Linked DNA regions of Capra hircus: region 2 is linked to region 1. A link is a contact called in public Hi-C data. All regions are on one chromosome and are shown on one strand. Each heading gives the region's core, a stretch centred on a gene start, on an enhancer-like site or on the middle of the called end of the contact. The rest is flanking DNA. Distances are from core to core; before and after follow the strand shown. Region 1 holds the start of LOC102172376 (cytochrome c oxidase subunit 6A1, mitochondrial). Region 2 overlaps MSI1 (RNA-binding protein Musashi homolog 1).

Region 1 (7,736 bases), core at 4,454-6,953:
TGTTCCTTGTTACATTGGGAGGGCTCGAGGATTTTAAAAGGGAGGGAGAGGATCCTTAACGAACGACGCAACGAGCGAAAGCGTTTACTCGCAGGGTGACCGTGGGCAAGTTCTCGCGTGTCGCTAATGTTCTTTTCCCCTCGGTGGAATGAGAGACTAAGCTCCAGCCTTTACTGATAGCGAAGACGCCGCGGGCAATCCTTTGAGGGCCGCGCGGCCGCGAGCTTACCTGTCCTCCAGGACTGATTCCATGGGCTCCACTCCGTCGGTGTTCACCGCGCGGAGCCGATCGGCGAAGGCGATGGCTTTCTCCAGCCGGGCCACGGCCTCCTGGCTGCCGAAGTCCACCAGCGATAGCCGCTCCAGGTGCTGGATCAGCTCGCCCGTGACCCGGCCACTTCCCTGGGGGCGGGGTGGTGGGGGCGAATGAGGCGGAGGGTGTGGGTTACGGGTGGGGCCTGCTCCGCCTTCCGCCCCGCTCCGACACCCGCCTGGACTCCCCGACCTCTACCTGAGGATCCGCCTTGGAGGTGAAGCCCCGGCGCCCGCGCGCCGCAGCCCGAAGACCCAGGTGCACGGCCCGCGCCCACATTTCGCTCCCTCTCGGCCGCCGTAGCGCATCCTCTCCTAAGCGCGCGACGCGCTCAAAAGTGATGACATCCGAGAGCGCCGCCACCGCCGCGGACGCCGACGCCATGAACAGCGTAGGGGAGGCTTGCACCGACATGAAGCGCGAGTACGACCAGTGCTTCAATCGCTGGTTTGCCGAGAAGTTCCTCAAGGGGGATGGCTCCGGGGACCCATGCACCGACCTCTTCAAGCGCTACCAGCAGTGTGTTCAGGTGAGCTCCTACCCGGACCCTCTCGCCTCTGCCCTAGGCCCCGGCTCGAGGGGGTTGGGACGGGCAGGGTGGAAGAAAAGCCTCGATGAGACCAGTGGCAGGAGTTCTTTCCCTTACCATTCACCACCCGGGATGCGTGGTCTCTCTCCGAATATCAAAGGTAAATCTTTTTGCAGCACCTTACTTTCTGCGGAGCCCAATTACATTCTTTGGTTCCTTTGGTGATGAACCTGAACTTGCAAAGTGAGCCCAGTTATTTGTATTTTATGCGTGGAACACTCACGCCCAGAAATAGTTAAACGAGTAGTCGAAGTTCACTAGAATGAAGTGTCCTTGGATTTTGCTGTGGTGCACTTTTCCACTGAGAGACGGGGTGTTAAGTCTCTGGCCTGTTAGACCTCATGGAGGGTCCTCTTATGTTGTCACAATGCCTTCACTGGCCGATTTTTTCTCTCTTGGCCAGTTAGAACATGTTTATTCCAGCACAGTGAATGTGAAACAGATCTGATTGTAAGAACAGCCCTGGGCAAGGGCATTCCCAATTAGTTAACTTAAAAAACATCCTCAGTAAGTCCAGGTGGACTTGTCTTTGTCCCGTAGACATTGGAAAGAGAGACTTGCTCAAAGTTACGTAGCCAGTAAGTCCTGGGACCGATTTGAACTTGTGTCTGTCACAATAGGAGTTTCCCAGGTGGCTCGGTGGTAAAGAATTCACCTGCAGTGTAGGAGATGCTGGTTCGATTCCTGGGTTGGGAAGATCCCCTGGAGAAGGAAATGGCAACCCACTCCAGTACTCTTGCCTGGGAAATCACGTGGACAGAGGAGCCTGGCAGGGGTCACACTGGGTCACGAAAGTCAGACACTATTTAGTGACTAAACAAGTATCACAACAGAGTGGTGATACTGCTTAAATTGCACTTCTGAATTTTGTTACAACTCTCCAACTTCTCTCTCTGGTCTTACACTTAATTTCTTCATAATCATACTTCGGGTTTGTCATGTTTGGTAGTCCTTATGGTACAGTTGGATTTACTTTTGTACCTAAAGTACAAAATATTCTACAAAGTATTTCTAAAGTTTTGACTTCAGGCTTCATGTAGTCCCTTTATCATGTTTTCTTCCATCAGAAAGCGATAAAGGAGAAGGAGATTCCTATTGAAGGACTGGAGTTCATGGGCCATGGCAAAGAAAAGCCTGAAAGCTCTTCTTGACCTTGACAGTCATCTTGAAAGTGGACTCCTCAAATCAGGAAATTGAGGACCCTGGATCGTGTCAATTAAAACTGAAGATAGCATTGATTTGATGAATTTAGGAGGGAAGAATTTCCTTTCCTCCTTGATATCTCTCATTTGTAAAAAATGATGAACCATCACTCTTTGAGATTTCTGGCTTTGGCATTACAGCAGGAACTCAGTATTCTAAATAATGGGATTATTTGGGATTATCATTGCAGTACTTGGTCTGGGATCAGTTTTAAATATATCTTGTATAAAAACTCTAGTAAGCTTGTCAGGATAAGGTTGCCTCACCTCGAGCCATTCTTTGAAGGACATTACGTACACTCTGCTGGGGTTTCATGGAAGCAACTGGTTAAGATCTCATTTCTCTAAGGGAGCTAATACTCTAGAAAGGGTTCCCAGCACAACAGTTTCAGTCAATGCTTAGAAGCAGTTTTATTTTTATATAGTAATTTAACTGTTAAAGATTGTTGATGGACTGGGTTAGCCAAGAGGAAGACCGCTTTCAACAGTTTCCTACCTAAACAAGAGGTGTCAGATTTCATACTAAGATGTGAAAGCTACATGAATGCTGCAGCGAACACCATTTCAGAGCACTTCGTGTAGTTCAGGAATTAAAATCCTTGGAGTGGCTATGGAGGAAGATCCTAAATTACCAAGATTTGCTGCTGCCAGCTTTGAACTTAAGTCAATGAATTAAGTCAACCTGTATATCATAAAAATGACAAAATGCTGCATATGATTAAATGGGGGGTGGCAGGCAGGCTGAAGAGGTCACTTTACTTGCCTTGTTTACTCACCCTGCCCTGTAATGCCTGAAATCATGAAGATAAAATAAATTGTAACATTTAGTTTTATATTCATTATTTGTTCCTGGAACTCAGTGCATTTTATGGAACGATTTCCATCCTATGAATCCCACACATCTCATGTACACTGGGCAGAATTTTATATACTCTGAAGATTTATCTAAGCTAGGTAGTATGGTATAGCAAATGGAAACTTCACTGATTTCAATGTTTATATAATGATACCCAACCCAGAAAATTTTGTGTGCCCACACAATATGAAACTTGATTTACAGAAAGCCTAGATTCTGTATCTCTCTTCCACTTTACCGCTATTTTTACTTTATCCTGCCCATAAAATGACCAACTATCTGAGGTACTTGAAAGGTTTTAAATTTTGAAGAGGAAATTTTAATTGCTCTTCAAGGGTGATTTTGTAACTATTATTGATTGTTGTTTCTTCTAATTCTTATGGCTACAGGAAAATTTTAATTCCAGAAACAAACAAAGCCAGTACTATATGCAGGAAGTGTCATACTGCCATACTGCCTTTATTTCTCCAGAAGTTTATAACCCTTCCAGCCTGAAGGGAGCTGAGAGGACCCAAGATGCGAACTTGCCCCCTCTGGAGAAAACTCTGATTTTAGGGAGTATCCTTCAGCAAATGCCAGTGTCTTTGCCATCCAAAGTCTGCCAGGACCCAATTTTGACTGTTAATTAGGTCAATTTAGATCTTTGCTTTACCCACCCCAGGCACAAGAAACCAAGACCAGGCCTGTTACAAACACTGTTCTTCGGGAGGCCTGAACTGGAACTGAAACACTGTCAACAGTAGTCACAGACTGTCACTGTACAAACAGAATATTAATGCTACTTTCTGAGGGAAAAACACAACCAAAGAATGCAACTCTCAGGTCATGACTAAATTGTTTATTTAAGCCATCTCCTCCTGCTATAAGCAAAGGGATGGAAGATCAGTATAATGGTCCTCAAGTGTACTGGTCATCACTGGATACAAAGTGGTGAGCTTAAGGTCCCATATACTTTTCTGGTCCATGCGTGCAGAGTAATGGTCCAGACCAGTGCTGTGGTCCCCACTGGGTAGTGGTCCAGGTTCTCTTTATTCGTCTTCATAGCCGGTTGGAAGCGGATTCACATGAGGGTTATGGAATAGGGTATGGTTACCATCTCCCCAGGGAAAGGGCTGTGGAGTGAAGATGGCAATTAGGCAGTTCCAGAAAACAGTTCAGCACTGCCACAAACTGCTTAAAACAGAGCAAGTTAACAGGTAACACATAAAAACAAAATGGGAATTCGTCCTTTACATAACTGCCATGTTTCAGTGCTCCCATAGAGAGCTCTTATAAACTCCAGGGGAGCCCGTAAAGAGGACAGTAGGAAAGGCAAACTCAAGTTCGGTACTCCCAAGCCTCTCCCTGTAAACCTCAGTGCTGTGTTTCTGAAAGTGCAGTCCTCCCATCACCTATATCAGAATGCTAGAGGCGGGTACAGGGGAGGAGATGCTGACTTCAATGCAGATTTCTGGACCTGAAACAAATCTCTGGATTGGAAACTGCAACATACCCTCAACTATTCTGCGTGGTACTTTTGAAAAACATTGCTCCAGGGCAGTGATTTCCAACCCAGGATGATTCTGCTCTTGTGGAGACACAGGCCAGTATCTGGAGACATCTTGAAGAGGGGGTACCACTACCACTTAGTGGTTAGAAGTCAAGGATGTTGCTAATATCCTGTAACTCACAGGACTGCCCTTTGCCCCAACAAGAATTATCCAGCCCCAAATGTCAATGGTACTGAGGTTAAGACATTTCACTGTATGTATGCCTTCTAATTCTATTGTACAAGGGTGGCAGTGGCGCTGAGACTCATCAATTCTTTCTAAATTTAAGAATCCAGCTTAATTTTCCACTTGAGCTAAGTGAGATAGTAGTTAAACATCTACATCAAGAGTCAAAAAATGACACAGTCAGGGTGGTAACTAGCATAGAGGTGAAGATGAGAAGCTGTCAATCTCTTCGTTATGCAACTAGTAGCTGTCAGATGCCCAGGTTTTAGAGAGGTGAACCTTAAGGCTGAGCCTTCCGACTCTGCCAGCTTAAGGTAATTTCACAAACCTCCAAGTTTTGTACAACCGACAACTGTTAACAGTATCAGAAGGTAAACGGTGGGATGACTCAGAGAAAGAAAAAACCGAAGGGCACTTGTATGACCTTAAAAAAGAAAACTCAGGCCTGGCCGGAGAAAATAAAAATGTGTTTGGAAGGATTAAATGAGAAACTGTACACGCCCGGCACCCACCGTTTTAGAGAATTAAGAACTTGGACTAGGGCATTTGGGGAATGGCGAACAGACACTTGAAGAGACTGCAAGGGGGTACCTTGGACCTGATGCGGAGATGGGGGTAGGCCACGAACTCGGGTCTCTCCTCCTCTCCGTGGTGCGACTTCAGGAAGACATTCAGCATGCTCACTCCCACCCCGGGGAGCGCCACGAAGTAGGTGAGGGCCTTCCACATGCGAGCTGCAGAGGGGGCACGACCGCTCAGGCCGGGCGAGGAGCCGCCCGCGTCTCACCTCCCTCCCCCAAGTCCTCAAGCCAAGGTCAAAATCCCGCCGCTCTTCTCTTCAGCAGACCTGAGGCCCGCCCCGCGACCCCGGTCCCAGTACCTGAGCCCTCCTCGCCATGGGCGCCACTGGACATACACCGACTCAGCTGCAGCCGGGAACGACCCAGCAACCCAGAAACCCGAGATCCAGCTGCCGCCGCCATCTTCGACCTGGGTCCGCCGCAGCGCCGGAAGCGGAAATAGAATGTTGGCTGTGGGGGTGGGACTACAACCTCAAAAGGAAGTTCCTAGTGGGCGGTACCTTTTCCGCGGAGGCTGCGCATTGTAACCTAAAAGCTCGGAGCCGCGGGAGCCAGAGGGAGCATGCGCTCAGCACTCATGTGTGCATACCTTGTTCCTAAGGTCCGCACCGCGGTTAAGATAAGCGCATAAAAAAAAAGATTTGTGGAAGGACACCCTGGCATCCAGGGTCGCTCCCTTCGTTGGAGTCCGTGCGAATCAACAGGTTCCGAGCACAAATCCCCTATCTAAAATGCTTTTTCCCTCCTCATCCTCTGACTCTGCGCTATTTTTTTTTCAAGACACTAGGACATAATAATTGTCATCATTATTATTTTGTAGGCATCACACAGCTTATAATCTGTCAGGGGAAACAAGAGATTTTGCCACTGCAGCATCCCCAAACTCTGGGATCGTGCCTGGCAAGTAACAGGTGCTCAACACAAATATGTTGAGTAAATGAATAGCAACGGGAAACAACTGACGCTTCTTATACTTTATCTCTGCAATTCTTTCCTGCCCTCTTTTTTCTTCTTCTTCTGCTCATCTAAAAACAGTTTTAAAAATAAAAGTTATAAAACAGATGTGTAAGAGAGACTTCCTTGGTGGTCTAGTGGTTAAGATTCCACCCTCCCAATACAGGGGGCTCAGGTTCCATCCCTCCTCAGGGAGCTAGATCTGGCATGTGGCAACTAAGACCCAGCGCAGCCAAATAAAAATAAATAAACAAAATCTTAAAAAATAGATACATAAAAATGAAAGTAAACTTCTTGACCATAGGTTCCTTTAAAAATATAATGAAAGCTCTGAATCCTTTTCTCAAATAAAATATTAATACAGCTTCTCCTCAGCACGCACAGTTTAAGCACACAATGAGAGGGGAAGAAGGTACTGTAAAGTGCACCCAGAGACCCCCTAAGAGTCCTGTGCTCCAAATTAAGAACCCCTACTTAGAGGAATAAACAGAGACTCTGGCGTGGGTAGACTGGATTCATATTTTGTTCCCATCCCTCACAGCCTGTATGACCTTGAGCAAGTTAGATAAAACAAATGCATCCTGCAGTTTCATGAAAACAAAAACAGGATCATATTACTAGAGCTTCACAACCTGATCTTTCTCTGAGTAGCCTGGGTTTTTGCATGTTATGGTGAAATTACAATAGTCAAATCTCTAGGCATCGTCGAAAAGAGTCAAAGGGTCTGTGAAGCCCTACAGTGTAGCCGTGGAAAGGATCTGAGCTCAAGCATCAGGAAATCCTGGGTTCAAATCTGGTCTGCCCTCAGCTGTTCTCTTCTCTAAAGTGGGAATGTAATATGCACTTAATTCATTTCTTTGTCTGACAAACAATAATTTAAGACACAGCTCCACCTGGAGAAGTTATTCAACCTCCATTCATAGTAATGATGGTTAATTTAGTAAAGACTAACTACAGTGGCTACCTGGTGCCAGGTGTATACAGTAGTATGCAAGAGCTGTAAGAGCTCTCTCATACACTTTACAATTCAGTGTTAGAGACAGGATTAAGCAAAAAATACCCAATGCCTGGGAAATGTTAAAAATTCAACAAATGTTTATTTTCCCATAGGACCTTAATACATCTTGCAGGGTGGTACTGCTAAGTAAGGATTGTCATACGTTTGGAACACAGTACCTCCTCAGGCATGATACCTATGATATTCTTGCCAAGTATGCTCAGCATTTGCAAAGCCTTGGGTGACTGAGTTTAGACAGTCCAGGAAACCAAAGTCATCAATACAACAAATAGCTAATATTTACTGAGCATTTACTTCATGCTCACATCTATGACAAGCACTTTGCATAAATTGTCTTCCCACCTCAGAAAATGGTGACTTGGTTCCTCAAGTGAAACACTTTGGAATTATCTTTGATCACTCTCTTCTCTCTCTGTCTCTCATGTGGGATCCAATTCCCTGACCATCAAAATCAAATCCATGCCCCCTGCTGTGGAAGCACAGAGTCTTCATCACTGGACCCCCAGGG
Region 2 (7,150 bases), core at 132-2,631, 70 kb after region 1:
GGTGTGTGTGTGTGTATGTGTTTGTATCTATGCATGTGAGGGTATTTGATACTGAACAGTTGTGTAGACCTAGCATGTCAGGGTAACTCATATGCACACAGGGGCCTTTATGCCTTTGTGAGCACTAGTTAGAGTGTTTCTGTGATGTATGGGTATCTAGGGGTGTGTATGTGTGTGTATATTTGTATACAAAAATATACTTGTCCATGTTCATGTACGTTTTTAGAAGTATTTGTGTGTGTGTATTTTTAAAGTATTTCTATTTCCTTCTCTGGAAAGCATCTGAGGAAGAGAAAAGGCATGTTGAATGTGATTTGCGTCACAGCCCTGCCTCTTTCTAATTTGCTATGTGATCTTGGGCCAGTCACTTCACTGAGCCTTGGTTTTCACCTCTGTGATTTGGGAACTGAAATCCTATCTCATCACGTAATTGAGAGGTTGCCAGGGTGCGGGCGAAGCCTCTCATTAATTCTTAGACACTTGCCTGTAGGAAGGGAGTGAGTGCTATTGGTATGACCTGGGGCTGGGTTTTGACCAGGAGCCCGGTTCTGACCTTGCCTTTGCCCTGCAGGGTTCGGCTTTGTCACATTTGAGAGTGAAGACATCGTGGAGAAAGTGTGTGAAATCCACTTCCACGAAATCAACAACAAAATGGTGAGCAAGTGGACTTCCCTAGCGGTGCAGTAGTTCATACTCTGCGCTCCCACTGCAAGGGGGACGGGTTCAATCCCTGGTGGGGAACGTTATGCATGATGTGCAGAGGGGGACTGGGGCTCTAGCCTGAGTCAGCCAGGGAATGCTTGGAGGTTCTGGAGGCAGGCAGAGAGGCCTCACAGTCGGTGGGCCAGAGCCAGTTTTTTCATCCCCCTGAAAGTGTGGACAGGAATATGGCGGTTAGAAAGCACAGCTGGTGGGCTCAGAGGGACTTGGGCGGAAATCCTTATTCCACCGCTTCCTAGTCTAGTCATTGGACAGATGACTTCCCCTCTCAGCCTCAGTTCCCTCATCTGTAAAACGAGAGTGTCAGTAGTACCTCCATCCGTCTCAGGGCCGGTGTAAGCATTTGATGAACCACCGCATGCTCAACCCATCTCTAGCACATTGCGATCACGCCAAAAATAGTAACTACAAAATGAACAAGAGGCCTGCCAGGGAATAGGAGGGTCCCTGACCCTGGGTCTATAGGAGGGACTGACTGCCGGATCTCATTGCAGGTGGAATGTAAGAAAGCTCAGCCAAAAGAGGTGATGTCACCAACAGGCTCGGCCCGGGGGAGGTCTCGAGTCATGCCCTACGGGATGGATGCCTTCATGCTGGGCATCGGCATGCTGGGTATGTGCTAGGCCTGCACCTGTGGCTTCTTTCTGCCCAGAACTGCACCTGGGGCTGCCAGGAGCTGTGTGGGTGTTGCCTTTCCTCTGTGGTCTGCCCTCCTGTCTGGGAAGAGGTGTGTGGACCAAGGATCTCAGGTCTAGCAATCCTAACGAAGGTGGGCCATTTGGTTGTGGGTTGCTGCCCTCTGGTGGTGACCGAAAGAATGGTCCAGTTGCTCCTTATTAATTGGTCCTTCTGTCCATCCCACCGTTCAATTTGTTTGTCCACTCATCCATCCAGTAAGTAGTTATTGAGCAGCTATAAATGCCAGGCCCTATGCCAAGAATTACAGCAGTGACTTTCCTTGGAGCTTTATGGTCTGGCAGGAAAAACAAATAAGTCCCTGGTGGCTCAGTGGTAAAGAATCTACCTGCCAATGCAGGAGACGCGGGTTCCATCCTTGAGTCAGGAGGATTCCCTGGAGAAGGAAATGGCAACCCACTCTAGTATACTTGCTTGGAAAATCCCTGGACAGAGGAGCCATGGGGTCACAAAAGAGTCGGATAAAACTTAGTGACTAACAACAAAAACATAATAGGTTTGGGATGGAGAAGTATAAGGGCCAAGGGAGCATGGTCATAGAGAAGCTGACCAAGACTTGGAGACACTAGGATATTTAAGCTGAGTCTGAGGGTTGAGTAGGAGCTAAGTCATGGGAGGGCAGGGAGCAGGGGAGGGTAAAAATGATCAGGCAGATGGAACAGCATTTACAGACGCACAGGCCTTTGGGAAGGTAGAGAGAAGCCTGTTTCCTCTTGTTTGTTCGACTAATATTTATTGAGCAGCTTCTGAGAAATAGGACCTGCCTTCATTGTAATTCCCATCAAGTGAGAGACAAGATTAAACAGACCGTGTCACCACAGACTGACTGGAGGCTGTGGGAGGCCCGAGGAGGCACCTAAATCAACTTGGGGGTTGGGGAAGCTCCCTGCGGAGGGGGGGTCAAGGTCACCATGAGCCTTGGAAGATGAACAGGAGTCAGCAGTGCTTGGGGCCCTTGACCAAGGGTGAAAAATCTGAGCTGGGACCCCAAGAAGGTCACAGTCTTCCTGGAGAGACAAGCTGTATATACACAGAAAGAGAACACTAACAAGGGGGTCTTTATGCTGGAGATGGGGGAGGGGTGCCCTGAGGACTCAGAGAAGGGGGTATAGCATGGGCTAGAGGGTCAGGAATGGGCTCACAGATAAAGGGGGTGAGGAGCATACCCACCAAGTGGAACACTGTCTGCTCCTGAAGTTTTGTTTTTGTTTTTTGACTTTTTATTTGAAAGTAACTTTACATTTTCAGAAGAACTGGAAACGTAAAGTAGTAGTACCAAAAAATCCATATACCCTTTACCAGATTCATCTGTTAGTTTTTTAAAGATTTTTTTCTAATGTGGATCATTTTAAAATCTTTATTGAGTTTGTTACAATATTGCTTCTTTTTTAATGTTTTGGTTTTTTGCCTGAGAGGCATGTGAGATATTAGACTTGGTTGGGGGACAACCAGGGATTGAACTCTTAATTCCTTAAGAGTGATGATGAGTTAAGGTGATGTCTTAACCAGTGGACCACCAGAGAAGTCCCCAGATTCACTTATTGTTAACATCATACCCTATTTGCTTTTCTCATTCCTCCATAAGTATATGTGTGTATATATATATAACATATATACTATATATATATATATATACACATATGCATACACACACATATATGATATGCTTATGATTTTTCTCTAAATCATTTGAGGGTAAATTACTTCAGTGTGTATTTCCCAAGATTAGGGATGTGCTTTCATGAAACATGATAATTATCAACTTCATATATTTATATTGATACAATATTTTAATCTAATATACTATTTTCTGATTTTATCAGTTGATCCAGTACTATCCTTTATAGCTATTTCTGTCCTCCAGAACAAGATCCACCAGAATCAGTTTTTGAATTGAGTTGTTCTGTTTCTTTAGTGTCCTTTGGAACTCTGAGAAAATTTTCTTTTCAAAACAATTTATTATCTGGTTTTACCCCTTTTAAAAAATGGGGGAGGGGACTTCCCTGGCAGTGCAGTGGTTAAAACTCAATGCTTCCGCTGCAGTGGGTATGGGTTTGATCTCTGATTGGGGAACCAAGATCCCACATGTGCTTGTTGAAGCTCCCCACCGCCAAAAACGTGAGGGTGGGGGAGAGAAAAGAACAACTCTAACCAACAGAGAATCATGGTTAAGAGACTTGGAGCCAGTCAGATCTGATTTTGAATCCCAATTATACCATTATTACTCACTATGTGATCTTTCTTTCCAAGCTGCACATATCTGTTACATGCATACTAATTAGTAGGCACTGTGCTGGTGATGGAGAGACAGAAATAAAAGATGGGGAAGACAGAAAATCAGCTCTTGAAGAAATCCTGGGATAAGTTCAGATACTGGTCATCAGTGCTATGAAAGGAAAAAACCAGGGTGACATGATAAATATTGAAAGGAAAAACCAGGGAGAGTCACATGATAAATACGGTTGTAACGGATGAGAGAGAGGTCTTTTGCAGGATCACTTCTCTGAGGAGGTGACATTTGAGCTGCCTCTTGCACAGTGAGAAGGGCATAGTCATGTGAAAACCTGAGGAAGAGTGTCCCAGGCAGAGGAATTATCATGTGCAAAGGCCCTGGGGTGGGAAGGAGCTTGTGAGTTCGAAAGGCAGCGTGGAGGCCAGGGTGGCCACAGCAGAGTGAGAGGGGCAGGGTGTAGACGAGGAGAGGATAGAGGCAGGAGCCAGAGCACGCAGAACCTCGATAAGGGTTAGGGTTATTCTCAGCTAGTGTCACCTCACTGAGCCTCAGTTTCTCTGCCTATAAAATGAGGCTCCTAACTGTGCCACTTGGGGTTCTTAAGGAGAGAGCAAAGTGTGCAGGGGGCTTTGTATAGGGCTTGGCATGCAGATGGTATGTATGTGGTAAATGTGATTATTATTCATGATACATCCTCCCCCACAGTGCTGTAGATAAAGCATCTGACACTGGTCCCCTTGCCTTATCAGGTTACCCTGGTTTCCAAGCCACGACCTATGCCAGCCGGAGTTATACAGGCCTCGCCCCCGGCTACACCTACCAGTTCCCTGGTAAGTCCTGCCCAGTGTCCATCTGCTGCCAGCATGTCCCCGGTTCCTGGGCAGTCTGACTCCTCAGGGCAGTGTTCAGGGGGTGGTGCATGGCTGGGGGGAGGTCTGCCTGCTGGAGGTTAGGAAGGAAGGGCATGTCTGAGGAAGGAGCGCCTCTCCCCACCCAGCACCCCCTCCCCTCCCGAGAAGCTGAGGGTGGGGCTCCCTGTGTGGCCCTGCATGACACCCCTCCCTCCCAGGATGACCTCTGCCTGCCTCTAGCCTTTCCTCCCTACCTGCCTCCAGGGTTGCCGCTTCCACCAAAAGGGCATCAGGCTTGTGGTGGGGAGTCTCCCCTGAGGGCCAGCGTTGGCTGTGTCCTTACGGAGTCACCTATAATGACCATGTGCTACAGTGAGCTCCTTCCAAGGCAGATGAGACCTTTTGAGACCCTGAATGCTGAAAAGCAATTTAAAACCACGATGATCACCACCCTCATTTGCAATTCAAAATAAGAACAACACTAGCCCTTCCCATACGTGGCAAGAAGCCCAACAAACTTCTGAGCCTTTCCCATGATGGCTATTCAATGTTTTTTTTTAATATCAAATATCGTATTTTTGCAAGGCTCTTGTTTGTTTTTTGGTCTTATTTCTCTGGAGGGTTCCCTAAGCCCTTGCACCTTGGGCTGTCCCGCTATGACTCCTCTGTGCATATGACCCTGACTAGTCCTGATAGTGATCTCCAGGGGGAGGCAGGATGAGCCTGATTTTCTAGGTGAGGAAATGGGCTCAGAGGGGAAAAGTGACTGCAAAGATGACTCATCTAGAAGGTGGCAGAGCTGCTCTAGGGTCATTGCTTGCCTGCCCCCAAAATAGAACAAAAAGATGGATTCTGGGAGATGTTTTAGTGCCTTCAGACCTTTTAAGAAAAACACCAAGGACAGAAGCTCCACCATCTCCCAGTGCCCGGGGTGTAGGTGGCAACTCTGCCCACTTGTCCCTTCCCTGTTGGTCTCACCTCTGCCTTTGTCTCCTTCCCCACCCTGGCCTGCTGGCCTGCGTGCTCTCCCCATCCGCAGCTCTCGGGTCCTGTGCATGGCCTGTCCCGCGGGTGCCTTCGTCCTCCCTGGGCCACGCCCGAGGGGCCTCTCTGCATCTTCCTAAGCTGTTTTACGTTTCATTTTAGAATTCCGTGTAGAGCGGACCCCTCTCCCGAGCGCCCCAGTCCTCCCCGAGCTTACAGGTCAGTCGCTCGGATTTCGTACACCTCACAGGCCACATGGGGGAGAAAGAGAATGACCCAGGGACCGACCCCGGGAAAGCTCGGGGGACCCTCTTCTCCCGCCCTCCGGCCCTCTGGCGGTGCAGCAGCCTCGGGCACTGGCCAGTCTGTGTAGCTACATGGTCCTTAAGGGTAGGGCACAGGGCCAAGCCCAGCAGATGGAGGCGAAATCACTCATTCATCCATTTGACAAATATTTATCTAGCGCCTCCGGTATGCCAGGCACCGTGTAGGCGCTGGGATCCAGCGGTGAACCAGCCAGGGTCTCAAATTCGGAGCGGAGTGGGCGGGGTGGGGACGTCAGGACATGGTGGTGGGCGTGGCTCCGCTCTGCCCCTGCCAGGAGGCAATGTAGAAACCCAGTTATGTTCAGATCCCATTTTTCCAAGAGAAGCCAGAAACCCGGCTTTCACTTTCAAATGAATTTTCAGTTATTTTCAAATATTAGCAACGAATTTCAAATTTTTAAGTTCCCTGGGGACCAAATGAAACCTATTTGAGGGCCGAACCCAGCCTATTTGCAACTCGTGAGCAAGTAGGGAGATGTGTGCGGCCATCCTGGGCCATTTCTCCAGCTGGAGTTTTCACCTGGGCCTGTCAGCTCAGCTCTGGAGCTGGGGCCGGGGCAGAGGCCCACGGCAAGGGGCAAGGGGCGGATGCAGATGACGTGGGCTGCAACGGGTTTCTCTGTTCAACCTGCTTCTCCCCTCACCCCACCCCCAGACTCCTTCCCCGAACCTAGCCATATGTGGAAGACACAAGTGTGGACGCTGCTTTAGATGAGAACTTCCTTCCAAGGGGTGCCTAGGGGGCCCCCAAAATGGGGGAGGGGAAAGAGGCACCTGGGGTGAAGGAGGGGGAGGGAGTCCTGGTGGTGGGGGTGATAGAAGATCTTCCCTGAGCAGAGTGAGGCAGATGGGGGTCTTTCCTACTCATCTCGGAACTTGTGTTGAGGGCCTACTGTGTAAGACAGATAGCCAAGCCCTGGAAGCAAAGAAGGAACCAGACAGCCAGGCTCTCATCTGCAGAACTTGTGCTCTAGAGAGAGAGATAAATACTTATTATACAAATGAGTAATGCTTTACTGTTGTGATGAGAGCATGCTGGTTTTGCTTTCAGGAAATGCCTAACTGGGCCCTAAACCAGACCTCAGGGCCCAGCCCTGCCCTTAAAGAACTGAGGGAAGAAATAGCCCCTCTGCAGACATTTTGGCCTGGGGAGGCAATGGGTTTGAGGCTGAGCAGTTCTTGGAGGTCTGAGGTCTGAGCTTTTCCCTCACTTTCAAGGGATGACAGTATTTCCTCGTGCGTTTAATCAATATTTGTTGTGCCAAATGCTGTACCAGGCGGTGGGGATTCAGTAGGGAGTGAGACAAACTCCCTGCCCTCCTGGAGTTGACAGTCTGGTG

Evidence for each region. Hi-C and Micro-C count contacts between places; a contact is called where the count stands out from the background.
Region 2: a contact with region 1 is called in a Hi-C map of blood, with 2.4 times the contacts expected there. The contact joins the enhancer-like site here to the promoter of LOC102172376 in region 1. A contact is called at or near these places in 2 of 5 Hi-C or Micro-C datasets (both in blood).

Annotation. Positions count from the first base shown.
Region 1 is chr17:8,376,334-8,384,069 of ARS1.2, forward strand. LOC102172376 (cytochrome c oxidase subunit 6A1, mitochondrial) reads right to left here and starts at 5,704. Exons shown (of 3, transcript XM_018061130.1): 1 at 5,556-5,704; 2 at 5,267-5,409; 3 at 3,779-4,072. The coding sequence starts at 5,658. The coding sequence ends at 3,989. It overlaps GATC (glutamyl-tRNA(Gln) amidotransferase subunit C, mitochondrial), which reads right to left and starts at 1,201. Exons shown (of 4, transcript XM_005691566.3): 1 at 512-1,201; 2 at 230-402. The coding sequence starts at 727.
Region 2 is chr17:8,450,235-8,457,384 of ARS1.2, forward strand. It overlaps MSI1 (RNA-binding protein Musashi homolog 1), which reads left to right. Exons shown (of 14, transcript XM_018061134.1): 8 at 572-654; 9 at 1,215-1,332; 10 at 4,399-4,479. Among named protein-coding and RNA genes, the nearest start is that of MSI1, 14 kb to the left of the region's middle. Within about 2 kb of position 1,382, at least 1 of the 5 cell types and tissues checked has an H3K27ac peak or open chromatin away from gene starts, as enhancers often do.